2 separate regions of the Pan troglodytes genome follow, and region 1 is linked to region 2. A link is a contact called in public HiChIP or PLAC-seq data. All regions are on one chromosome and are shown on one strand. The core of a region is the stretch at or near the end of the contact, and the rest is flanking DNA. Distances in the headings are between cores, read along the strand shown.

Evidence for each region. HiChIP or PLAC-seq counts read pairs in DNA pulled down with a chosen protein or histone mark.
Region 1: a contact with region 2 is called in an H3K4me3 HiChIP or PLAC-seq map of stem cell-derived excitatory neurons, with 5 times the contacts expected there. The contact joins the promoter of KCNJ8 here to the promoter of ABCC9 in region 2. A contact is called at or near these places in 1 of 7 Hi-C or Micro-C datasets (stem cell-derived neural progenitor cells) and 1 of 1 datasets of contacts at active chromatin or transcription factors (stem cell-derived excitatory neurons).

Annotation. Positions count from the first base shown.
Region 1 is chr10:73,747,715-73,753,558 of NHGRI_mPanTro3-v2.0_pri, forward strand. It overlaps KCNJ8 (potassium inwardly rectifying channel subfamily J member 8), which reads left to right and starts at 2,884. Exons shown (of 4, transcript XM_009425751.5): 1 at 2,884-2,982; 2 at 3,782-3,919; 3 at 4,792-5,235. The coding sequence starts at 4,862.
Region 2 is chr10:73,582,441-73,588,488 of NHGRI_mPanTro3-v2.0_pri, forward strand. ABCC9 (ATP binding cassette subfamily C member 9) reads left to right here and starts at 3,148. Exons shown (of 39, transcript XM_063785876.1): 1 at 3,148-3,255; 2 at 3,628-3,743. It overlaps LOC134807487 (a long non-coding RNA gene), which reads right to left and starts at 2,409. Exons shown (of 3, transcript XR_010148071.1): 1 at 1,455-2,409.

The DNA.
Region 1 (5,844 bases), core at 1,634-4,133, 170 kb after region 2:
ATTAAGGAAATTATTGAACAGTTAAGAAAATATACCTAACTTTTAGTGGACAACAGCATATAGTGATTGAATAAGCAGATGAATAAAATAAGCCCTAAGTAGTAAATGTGCTCTTGAAAATTAATTGATTTTTTTTTGCCAATTTCTCAGCCAGAGGCAAATTTAAATGTTCACTGTTTGGACCATAATATGAGGGAGAGCTAGAGGTCAGTCAATAATAAATATTTATTGAGCAGCTACTATGTGTCCAGAAAGACTTTTGGGGGATAGAGGTATATGTCAGTTAAGCTTAAAATCAAGTTGTAAAGAGAAACTTAGCTAGCAAATGCCAGACAAGTTTAAGTATTGCTGACTTAGAGCAATTAGGGAAGTTAGGGAAGTTGCTAAAGAAGGGAGAAATGGATAATTTTGCAGGAGTGTCCAATTTTTTGGCTTCCCTGGGCCATATTGGAAGAAGAATTGTCTTGGGTCACACATAATGTACAATAACACTAACGATAGCTGATAAGCTAAAAATCACAAAAAAACTCATAATTTTAAGAAAGTTTACGAATTTGTGTTGGGCAGCATTCAAAGCTCTCCTGGGTTGCATGCAGCTCGCGGGCCACGTGTTGGACAAGCTTGATTTAAAGGTAGAGCAATATAGTAAAGAGAAAAGTGAGAATAAGAAAATTTTTGCAGACAGCTATAGAAACAGACTGCAAAGTGAATTCCAAAAGTTCACATTTCCTATGTGGGTTCTGAGAAATAGTTGCAAAACCATGAAGGGTAGAGAGAGATGAGAGAGAAAATGCAAGAGAGAGAAATACCATGTTTTGAACACTATTCCTACTTCTTTTCATTTGACAAGTATTTATTGAGTACCTATTCTTGGGATCTCGGAACAATTTGAGACCCTGGGTGTGTGGTGATAATAAACAATGTGCTCTCATGCAGCTTCCACTTAGGGCAGAAAAACTAGTTGAAGGACAAAGACATACACTGCTTAAGGAAACAATGTAGAAAGGGAATACAAAGAAAAATATATATCTGTAATATTCTTATAGCACACATTCTTTACCATTTAAAAATGATTACTATTTGTTCTTAGGCCTACTATTGTCAAACATTTACTTATTAATTTCTTCAAATTTGATCTTTATTATGTGCCGATTTTGAATCAATCAAGTTAAATTACTAATAAAAATATGACATTCTGTTATGAAAGCAAGTCAAAACAATTTAAAATTGCGTATTTGGAAGAATACATCTCACTGAAAAAAAAAAGAGTCTGAAATATGTATTATACCAAAAGAACGGAATTTTCAGAGAATTCAGATATGGATTTTTTTTTGTTGCAAATCTTCTCATAAATTCTCCACAGTACTTCAGCTCTTCTCATTCCAATTTTCTTACTATTTTTCTGTTACTATGATAAACATCACAGTCACCTCTGACTTTTCCCTTTTCCAATATTGACTCTGTATAACATTCCTTTTGTATGTATTTGTATAGTGCCCACTGATGCTACCTATTAGCCCAAGACCTCATTCCTTCTCGAATTAATGTAACAGTTTCCAGCACCCTCTTCTGCCAGTTACAGAATTTTGGAGCCCAGAGGGACTATACTCAAGAAATGCAACCCTTAAAGCCATTATATTCTCTGCTTCTGGATCAATCCTCTTAAAACAGGCTCTTATTGTGTAGTTTTCTGATCCAAATCTTTCCATGGCTTACCACTACATACTGAGGACTCCTCAGCTTCTTTTGTTGAGCATTTAAGGCTGTCTATGCATTTTTTAAGGCCCCAATATGCTTTTTCAACTTTGTATTTTTCATTCATTGATTCAAAAATATTTTTTGAGCCCATTTATAATTTAAATGGTGCTAGGGCCTTGCTACAAAGATGAACAAGTCACAGCCTTGCCCTCTAGCAGTCCCCAGTTTAAGGGAGGGGGTACAGGAGTGGTGGGAATGGGAGTGACGAGTACATGAAAATCTCATTAAGTATTGAGAGTAGGTGGTAACAGTGCCTGCTCAGGGAGCACTGAACTCAAGTGTCCAATCCTGCTGTGTAGCCAACTTGGCTTAATCAGTGCTGACGTGGGCTGTCTTTTCTCTGCTTTTCTGTATACCCTAAATATATCTAGGCTTACAAAGCCTAGATCAGATGCCAAATAATCCATGGATTTTTCCTTAGTCTCCTACTCTTAAATATCTCTCATTTGAATTCCCATGGCATTTTAAAATTTCCTTTCCTATTCTAATCACATCCCTGCTTGTATTAGAGAATCTCTCTCTTACTACAACTGCCTCTTAAAAGCAACAACTATGACATATATTTATATATCACTAGACATATAAACCTAAAAAAAGCTTACAAAGGTGTTCAGTAAATGTTCCCCAGGCTAAAATAATGAATAATAATGTGTACAAAGTCAAAGGTAAAATAGAACAATGGCGGGAATTGACTATACAAACTGATTCTTCACACACTTGTAAAACTATTATACTACATAAATTACTGCAAAAATTAATGACAGTAGAAAAGAGGACTACCACTAACAAACCAGGATCCTGGGCTTACAGGGGTTAAGGAGATCTAACCACAAGGAGAAAAAAAAAGTTCTAAATTTGCCTTCATTAAAGACTAATTTTAGGTCTTTGGCTAATTAAATGAATACATTGTTTATGCTCCATACACTTTCGGCCCGAGTCTTGGAAAATACGTGAAACTTCCAAGAATTAAAGTTTCCATTAACGCAAGTGCCAAAATCAGGAGGCTTGACCTGTGGGAAAAAGCACATTTGTCTTCGCTGGCTCCTTTTCAAAAAGCTATAGATGTTTATTGTATAACCTTTTTTGTGCGCAAATGCTGTTTTATCATTCAGACCCATCTAGACAGAGGAAGAAGCTGCAACATTTCAGAAAGCAACCAATTACTGAGGACCGAATGACCTGGCCTTATCAGCGCTGAAGTGTTAACGGCCGTCCCTGTTTGGGGTAAAATTTCTTCATTGGGAGCCAGTCAGTGGTTCTTTTTTTCTTTCTTTTCCTTAAGGGGCCGGGGGTGGTGGGGGGCAGTCGCTGTTTTGAGGTGTGTGTGTGTTTAATTCCCTGAGAACTGGCTTTGGCTGGTGAAGAAATAGTTTACTATAGTGGGTTTCAGAACATCTTCCACCTGTATCTCTCCTAGCAGGTGTAAATTTAATGTAAATAATTGTGTGTGCCCACAGCTTGAACGCTTTGGAAGAATATTTTCTGACCTCTCTGCTTTTATTCAGTCCGAAGTAGCCCAGTTATCATGAAGTAGCCCAGTTATCTACCTAGATTACAAAATAAAATTAAAATTAAATCTCCTTACGTCAGTGAACTTGGACTCAGAAAGTTCTCTCCCCTGAGCAGAGAGCCTTTTAAAGACTTGTGTGTCACGCTGGCGGCAGGGGGTCGCGGCTACTGGAAAGGAGCTGGCTCTGCAGGTCCCGCCCTCCCCCGGGTCGTCCCTCCCTCTGGCCTGCTCCCTACCTCCCGGGGACTTGCGCTCGCCCCCTCCCCGCCCGCCCCCTACTCCGCGACAACGTCGGCTTCCGAGGTCTGGCGTGCGTCAAAGCCCTAACTGGGAGGCTGATTTGTGGAGCATCGCCCCCCCCCCGCCCCCCCAGTTCCTCCTCCTTCCACTGAAGTGGCCAAGGGAGTTGAGCTGAGCAGGGGGAGGGGAAGATCTACACCCATCCCCCTTCCTCTAGCCCTCCCTGCGTTTAGATTCAGTTGCACCTTTTATTATTTTAACTCTTCTCCTTAGGACACGCAGCCCCCAATTTGTCCCTCCGGCCTGGGCGGCCCCTGGTCCCGCGCGCCAGCATGGGAGAGCGAGGGACCTGCCCGCGGCCCGCCGGCGTGTGCAAGGAGGTCCAGCCGCCGCGCCCGCTACCCGGAGTCTGTAAGTTTCAAAGCTGCTCCGGGGGAGGGGAGGGGGGAGGCTGTCCGTGTTCCCGTAAATGATTTAAAATGCAAAACACCGCAGAGGCTTGCAGTGATGGATGGACTTTTCGGGGCACACTCCCTACTGCAACCCGCAGGCTGTTGTCTTGGGTTTTTTCCCCCCCGCACCTTGTATATTTGATTCCTTCGTTGTAAAAAAAAAAAAAAAAAAAAAAAAAAAAAAAAAAAAGTTTTCAATTTATATTATGATTTCCACAGGAACCTTTTTAACTCTTTTTAGATGCAACTCATACTTCTTTCGCATTTAAAATAATTCTTATAACTTATAAATTCTATAGCACACCACTAATTATAATTTTGTCAGAGTACACGTTATTTAGACTGCGCAAGGAGTCATGGCCTTTGCTTACTTCTAAAAATAACGGAGGAAGAATTTTCTCTCTTTACTTTTAATATTGCTACATCATCTAAGTACTTTAATAAGTAGATCGTGCACCCAACTGGTCTTAATCTTCATGACTGACGCCACGTGCTGTAGCCTTGCACTAATTTACAGACGCGGTTAATCGCAGAGAATTATCTTTGAGCCTGCTGTTTACCGGAAGGCTCCTGGTTTTGTTTAACTAAGGCTATGTCCATATGTACTCAGAATAAGAAAAATTGAAACAGTTCTTTTTATTAAAACCAAGTAATTTTTCTGAGATCCCAGAACTGAAGCACAAGCTAGATTCATGTTTGGGTTAGTAAAAATCACATTTTTGGTTTTGCATGTCACCTCGCACATGTACAGACATATCCTTGAATACAAGGACCCAAGAGATGAGGATAGGGTGGGTTTTTAAGTTTTTAATGAATGTTTCCCTCGTGCAGGAGGACGGGTGTCCAGGGACGGAGAGGCAGGTGAGAGGGAGGTGGCTAAGCTGGCTATGGTGACAGGACGATGTTGGCCAGAAAGAGTATCATCCCGGAGGAGTATGTGCTGGCGCGCATCGCCGCAGAGAACCTGCGCAAGCCGCGCATCCGAGACCGCCTCCCCAAAGCCCGCTTCATCGCCAAGAGCGGGGCCTGCAACCTGGCGCATAAGAACATCCGTGAGCAAGGACGCTTTCTACAGGACATCTTCACCACCTTGGTGGACCTGAAATGGCGCCACACGCTGGTCATCTTTACCATGTCCTTCCTCTGCAGCTGGCTGCTCTTCGCTATCATGTGGTGGCTGGTGGCCTTTGCCCACGGGGACATCTATGCTTACATGGAGAAAAGTGGAATGGAGAAAAGTGGTTTGGAGTCCACTGTGTGTGTGACTAATGTCAGGTAAGAATGTAGTGGGATGAGGCAGGGGTTGAAAACAGTAGAGAAAAAATGTCAAAATGCCCTTTCTCTTATCATTCTGTTATTTAATTGAAAGTGAAATAAAGGGTTTGTTTTAGAATCTTCAGAAACAAAAAAGCACAATAAAGAACAAAACCTAACACAGTAAGTATTTTTTAAATGCAGCTTTATGGAGAAGAGTCTCTGAAAACCTGAGCTTCAGTCCTTTGGACTAGCCTTGAAAATGTTATACCAGTTATCAAAAAAAAAATTGTAATTCAAAGGATTACACAGAGTGCTTTACTCCAAAAGCGCACACATTGAGTTCAGTATGATAAAGCTGTTGTCCATAGTTTCAGTGCCCACAGGTAAATATCTCTGATCAACAAAAAATATTGTGCTAGTGGACATTTTTCTATGACTCTTCTAACCCATGACATTTTCAGAAATAATAAGAAAAAAATGGGAAGGCCCTAGAGGGAGAGTGTCCTAGATTAAAAATCTACTAAAAAATGAAATAAATATCATCCCTTCTTTATCAAGATTATCACAACATAGCTGATTGCTTGCACTGGATTCAGAAATTAAAAGTTATGCTAAGATTCAGAACTA
Region 2 (6,048 bases), core at 1,898-4,397:
ATAAGATAAATATACTTTTTTGGGACAAAATAAATAGTACATCCTTAATAGCAGTACAAAATATTAAAACAAAAATATGAAATTTATATGATCTTTACAAAATATGCACAGACCTCTATAAATTTAATATTGAGATAAAAGGAAGACAAATAAATGGGAAACTACATTTCTGGGTGAAGAGACAAAGCACTAAAAATATGTTCCTTATAAATTACTTCCTAGTTTTAATAAATTCCAATAAAATCCCCCAAAGAGAGGAGCTTTGAAAATTTTGAAAAGAGTGAAAAGGGGACTGGCACTGTCAGGGTTACAATATAATTTAATCTCTGATAATCAAATCAGTCTAATCATAGCAATATAATAAAAAATTGAAACAGATCAATTGAACAGAATAGGTAGCCCGGAAACAGATCTTTTTATGAACTAATTATGTGTATATGACAAAAGTGGTATTACACCACAATGCAGAAGAAAAAGATTATTCAGTAAATGGTGTTGGTGTAACAAATAAAGTATTAATGCAGATTTTCATCCCATAGTGTATGCCAAAATAAATTCCAAAATCAAATTTTTACTAAAGCCTTTAAACAAATATAAATGAAGGTAAATATTTATTAACTAAAGTGTTCTAATACATTGCAAAGGCAACAAGCAGCAAATTTGCCTACATAAAATTTCCCTTAGAAGAAAGTTCAATGAAGTGCAATAGACCCTAGAGATCTGACTCATCACTAGCTTCTATGTCTAGCACATAGTGTGTGCTCTAATAAATCTTTACAGAACACATGAAAACTTTTTTCTTACTTTTTTGAAAGGCAGCAGCACTATCATTTTTTAACAATATGACAAATTGGGAAAAATGTGTCATATATGAAGCAGGATTAGTATCCTCTTATTAAACATTTGATTAGTATACTCTTATTAAACATTTATACAAATGGTAAACTTCATTAAGACCCATGAGGTACACAAGTATGTGAACAAACTGCCACAAAAGGGGGGATACAAAGATTAATCAATATTGGGGAAATGTTGAATGTGAATAACAGAATTGAATATTATCTGTCAAGTTGAAATATTTTTTTAAAATAAAAAATAGCAATATCCAATGCTGGTTTGAGTATAAGTGTAATAGGTCATCTCATACAATTTGGGGGACTTAATACGAACTTCATAGAAGGGTGATTTTGCATTCTATGTTGACGGCCTTAAAAATATCTACCACTTTTGATCCTGTAATTATTTTTCAGATAATTTATCTTAAAACATTACTTGTTAGAAAGAAAAAAAGTTTATGAAAAAAGGTCATCATATGATCACAGATATTAGTAAAATTGGGCAAATAGATGTCAAACAACGGGAAAATGAATCTTATGGTATAGACTTTCAATGGAATAGTATATAGCCATTGAAATTATTTTAAAAATTATTCTATATTTATTTAAATTATTTACCTTTATTGTCCCATTAAACAGAGGAGGAAGCTGATACACAGAGGGTTTATGTGACTTGTTCAGTCTCTGAACTAACTAGCAGGATGTGATATAGAGCAGGCTGCCTTCCTAGTCCACACTCTTAATCAATGCACCATACCGCCTGTGTTTGTTAAAACATAAAAAAAAATGTTTTCAGTAGTTTTATGGGTGTGTGTGCACAGGTGCATCTATGGGGGGCTCCTTGATCTCCTCTGTACACTTTCACATCTTCCAAAGTTTCTACAATAAGCATGATTTTTAAACATTGTAAATGACCTTAATGAATTGTAATATTCTTTTATAATCCTCAAGTAAACTTCATTTTGTGTAGTCACACTCAGAGTTTTCATCTTGGGATTATTGGCACCCCCTATTTCCAGTTCTCTCTCCACAGATGCCCTGGAGAGCCTCTGGCCTCGCGTCCAGCTTGCTCACCCGGCCTCCCTGGGCTGCATCCATAGTACCAGGGTCCTCACTGTTGAAACGCTCTCTTATTTCCCTGCGCCGCTGCAGACAGCTCCAGGGTAAAGTTGTCAAGCGTTCAAAGGCCACAGGAACGGAGTCTTCGGACCCTCCCAGGTTTCGGCCCCATGTGGCCTCGCAGATTCCTAGCGGCCGCGGATTCAAGTCCCAGCCGCTGACGCAGGCCAGGCACTCACCCGGAAACGCAGCGACCTTCCCAAGAGTGGGGCGCCCGCGGAGAAATCCCCTGGGACTGGCAGGGCTGGAGTCGGCCTGCGTCGCACAGGCCAGGAGGCCACCGGTGTTTAGGATTCAGATCTGGGGACCAGCGCCAGCAGACCGCAGTCCTGCAGCGGCGCCCCTTGAGGACGGCACGCGGAGCCTCAGGGGCAGCAGTCCGCCCGGCTGACCATCCTTTATTAAAATAGGACAGTTCCTGAAAACAATGCTTATCTCAAGCTGAGTCAAAACTGGCTCTTGAGAAAATCCGGTGTTAATTAAAGAGGGTTGTCGGGGACAAAATTCACGGCTTGTGTTTTGCGGGGGAGTGGTTGTGGGGTGATCTTAATATAAACACGTTATCTCGAGAGTTAATTATGTCTCTGGTTGGAAATAGGAGAAGAGGGTGACTGTTTACGCAGTCCATGGGAACCAGCGTCTCACTTTCGGGGACCGTGGGCAAGGGTCGCCCTTCGATAGCGCGGCGGCTGGTCCACCAGAGAAACCAAGTTTTCTAGGTCGCCGGGGAAAAGCGGAAAATTAGACTTGAGCCAGCCTTGCTCCTGTGAGACATTCGTGCACTCATAACCCAGCAGTGGGTGCCTCTACCTAGAATGAGCCCTTCATTTCCCGGATCCGTTCAGGGGGAAGCAGCGAAATCCCCAAATCCGCTTCCTTACGTGGCTAATAAAGGGGGGCTTACAGAGCATAGAAAAACAAAACAAAGAAACAAGAATACCTTGAGTGTTTTGACGTTTGAAAACCCGACTCCGGAGAATCATGGAATCATATTCCAAGTTTCAGTGTCTAATGAAGTTTAGGGGACGCCTATTACTTGGGGTTGTAAAATCGCGGCGTCGCGCGCGCCCCAAGTCAAAGCTGAGCAGAGCAGGGATGGGGAGGGTCTGCGGCCCCAGGCGCGGCGCGCGGGGCTTCTGCCCAGTTTCCTGCCTCACAGCCGCGGTGTCCGCCCCGGCCCAGAGCAGTTTGAGCAATTTAGAAACTCGATAGGAGGCAGCAGCTGGTCTCCCACCACCCTAAAAATAATCCGCTCCGGCGCACTGCGTGCTTCGCTTAGGGGAGGAAAACTGTCATCGGAGTAAGTGAATCCGTGTCTTTTACATGAATGCCATTTAAACATTTTTAGGAATAACTGTAAGTTGTCGATTTTGAGCTAACATTTCTGCTATCCAAAAACGCCCTCGCACTCTCTCGCACTCTCTCGGCACTTAGCTTTCGCGATCGCTATTTCTAGAATTAAGGGACGAGGCCCGGCTCGAGAAGTGAAGGGGTGGGGATCAGGTTTCCAGTTTTACTTCAAAACTGCCGTCTCCTACTCAAATCAACTGGAAACAGTGAAAGGAGTTATTATTAGGAGTTATTATTACCGCCTTTCTTGTAGACAATTCTTGTATGTTCAAGAAGTAGTTTTCTATCTGCTTAATTTTTGTTACTCTTTGCTTTTTTTTAGGAGTTCTGCGTCCGGGTTTGAAATTTACATCTTAAGACAGTGTAGGAAGTCGGTGTTTTGAAGGTAGCTCAAGTGCACCGGCAGGGGTTTGAAGCAGCGTGAAGCTATTGCCCAAGGTATTTATTTTTTGCTTTATTTGTTCAGTTTGGGATTTTAAAAAAAAATCTCATTGCAGTATCTAAGGAATACCTACTGAGTAATTTCAACATTTCTTTTGGTGTGGGATGGTACTTCACAGCCACTGAAGAGTAAATGGGTGGATTCAGATCAGGCACTAAGTCAGAAGTCAGTGGTCATTTTTGCCAGTGATTTTCCCACTTGGATCTGTCATAGTTATAGCCATGGTAGCTAGCTAACTAGCTATACATCTTCTAGTTTTTATTTCATGAACTAGGGACTGAATAACTTCAAAGAAGTGATTACAGCATTTGTTTTTGCAAGTGACATCCATCCTGAAAATGCTCTAGATGATGATAAAGCCCTAAGTTCTTTAAAATGTCCTGCTTCTCTTTCATAACAGAATTTGGTTAATCTCTAAACGATTAAAGAATGAATCCTTTTATATGTAAGAATGAAAACTTTTATTTAAATTTAGCATGTTTTCTCCATGTGTTTCCAGCATTTTAAACTCTCTGCAATTGCTATTCGATCAGAACTAACGCTTTCTGCTAAGTGAACAGGAAGGAAGACAAGTTTTCACTTGCTTTACTTGTAGTCTGGAAAAGGACAGGGCTGGCCAAAATAAATGGTGTACCTTATATGCCTCAGCACTTAAATGTGTTTTTAGAATTAAATCAGATAACTACTGCTCGTGTCTTGCAGAGGAACCAACAGACTGGATAGGTCAGGTATTATATTCACCAACTAAATCCAAAATGTATATGTTCTAGATGTGTGGAATTTCATGTAATGCATTTCGAGGAATAAAAACACTGAGGGTGCGATTCTTGCCATGAAATCATAAGTTAGATAATTAGGAGTATTTCTATTTTATGTTTTCTGCTCCGTAGACATACGTTAGAAGCAAAATTTCACTTTGATCTTTGTTTTTAAAGTTTATTCAGTCAAGTTCTTCAACTCTATCACCTCTCATAAACAACTGAGCATATTTCGATGGCTTATGCTTGTGGAAAGGGAAACACTATATCTCCCCATCTGCTCTCCCTTCTCTCTCTCTCCTTGATGCTTGGGCCTCCCTCAGTGCTTAGCTGAATCTAAACAGCTCCAGAAGGGGTGGAGCTGAAGGATGTCAGGTGACAGAGGTTAGCCAGCAAGAACAGCGATTTATACCCTTCCCCAAACATTCCCAATTGAACCTGGTGTCTGGGAGGGAAACATTAAATGACAATTGGAAATTTAAGAATTAGAAACGTAGATTGAATAAAATGCCTTTGATAAACACAATAATTATCAATATATCAGCAATAAGTTTACTGCCTCCCTCTTTTTGTCCATGTTGGGTTGTAATGGAGGCTGGCTGTTAGAGTGCCACATGGACTCTGGATGTTGGATAAGGAGACTACGGGTTAAAGGGAAAGGATAAATGAGGAGTCAAAAGAAAAGGTGAAAGGAGACAAGCGGTAAGGTAATGGACAGGTTCAGAGCTGGCCGGAAATGTGAAGTTAGAGTTTATGGCAGACAGAAAAATCGTTCTAAAGCGTTTACTGTACCAACTTGAAGTTTACACTTTTGTTTGATTGCATGATTGCTTATTTTCCTATCTTTTAGATCATATACCCCTACAATATACCCACAGCTACTAAGACTACTGTAATCTGATTCATATAGTCTAAAACCACAGGCACTGTTTCTGACGTGCACCATTGGATTCCTAGTAACTAGCACGTGGTTAGCATCAATAAGTGTTTTTACAGTTAATTAGTTAATGGCATAGAATTCCAGATATCTGGTGTATGTCTGAAAATGTTCTTAAATTTTTCAGGTGATTGCACTTCTCTGAGATTTTTTTTCCAGTTACACACAACATTTATCCAAAGGCGATTTAATTGGTAGATTTCAGGATTGATTAAACACCAGGCAAGCAATGCTTATAGCTAATGAAGGGTGTAATTTGCAAAGCAGCAGGTTATATTTTAGCATCTACCTCAATGATACTAGTTTATAAATGTGGCCAACTGGAATATTATAATTTTGGATAAGATTATAAAAGTTGCTAAAGTAAAAATCATTTTCTAGTTTGTGCGAGGAAAGTTTATATATGTCTTTCAATTAAGAGTGGGCTTTAAGTTTTCTTTTTATCATTTCTACTAAATAAAGGAAGTAGTCTAAAAAATTTCATTACTAGCTATTAGTTTTCAGTTTTGTTTTTGTCTGTCTTTGCCAGAAATACATCTAACATACACCTATAAATTAATAACTTCCATTTTGCTGTTTTTTAAAAACTTCAAGTCCCTTTTATTC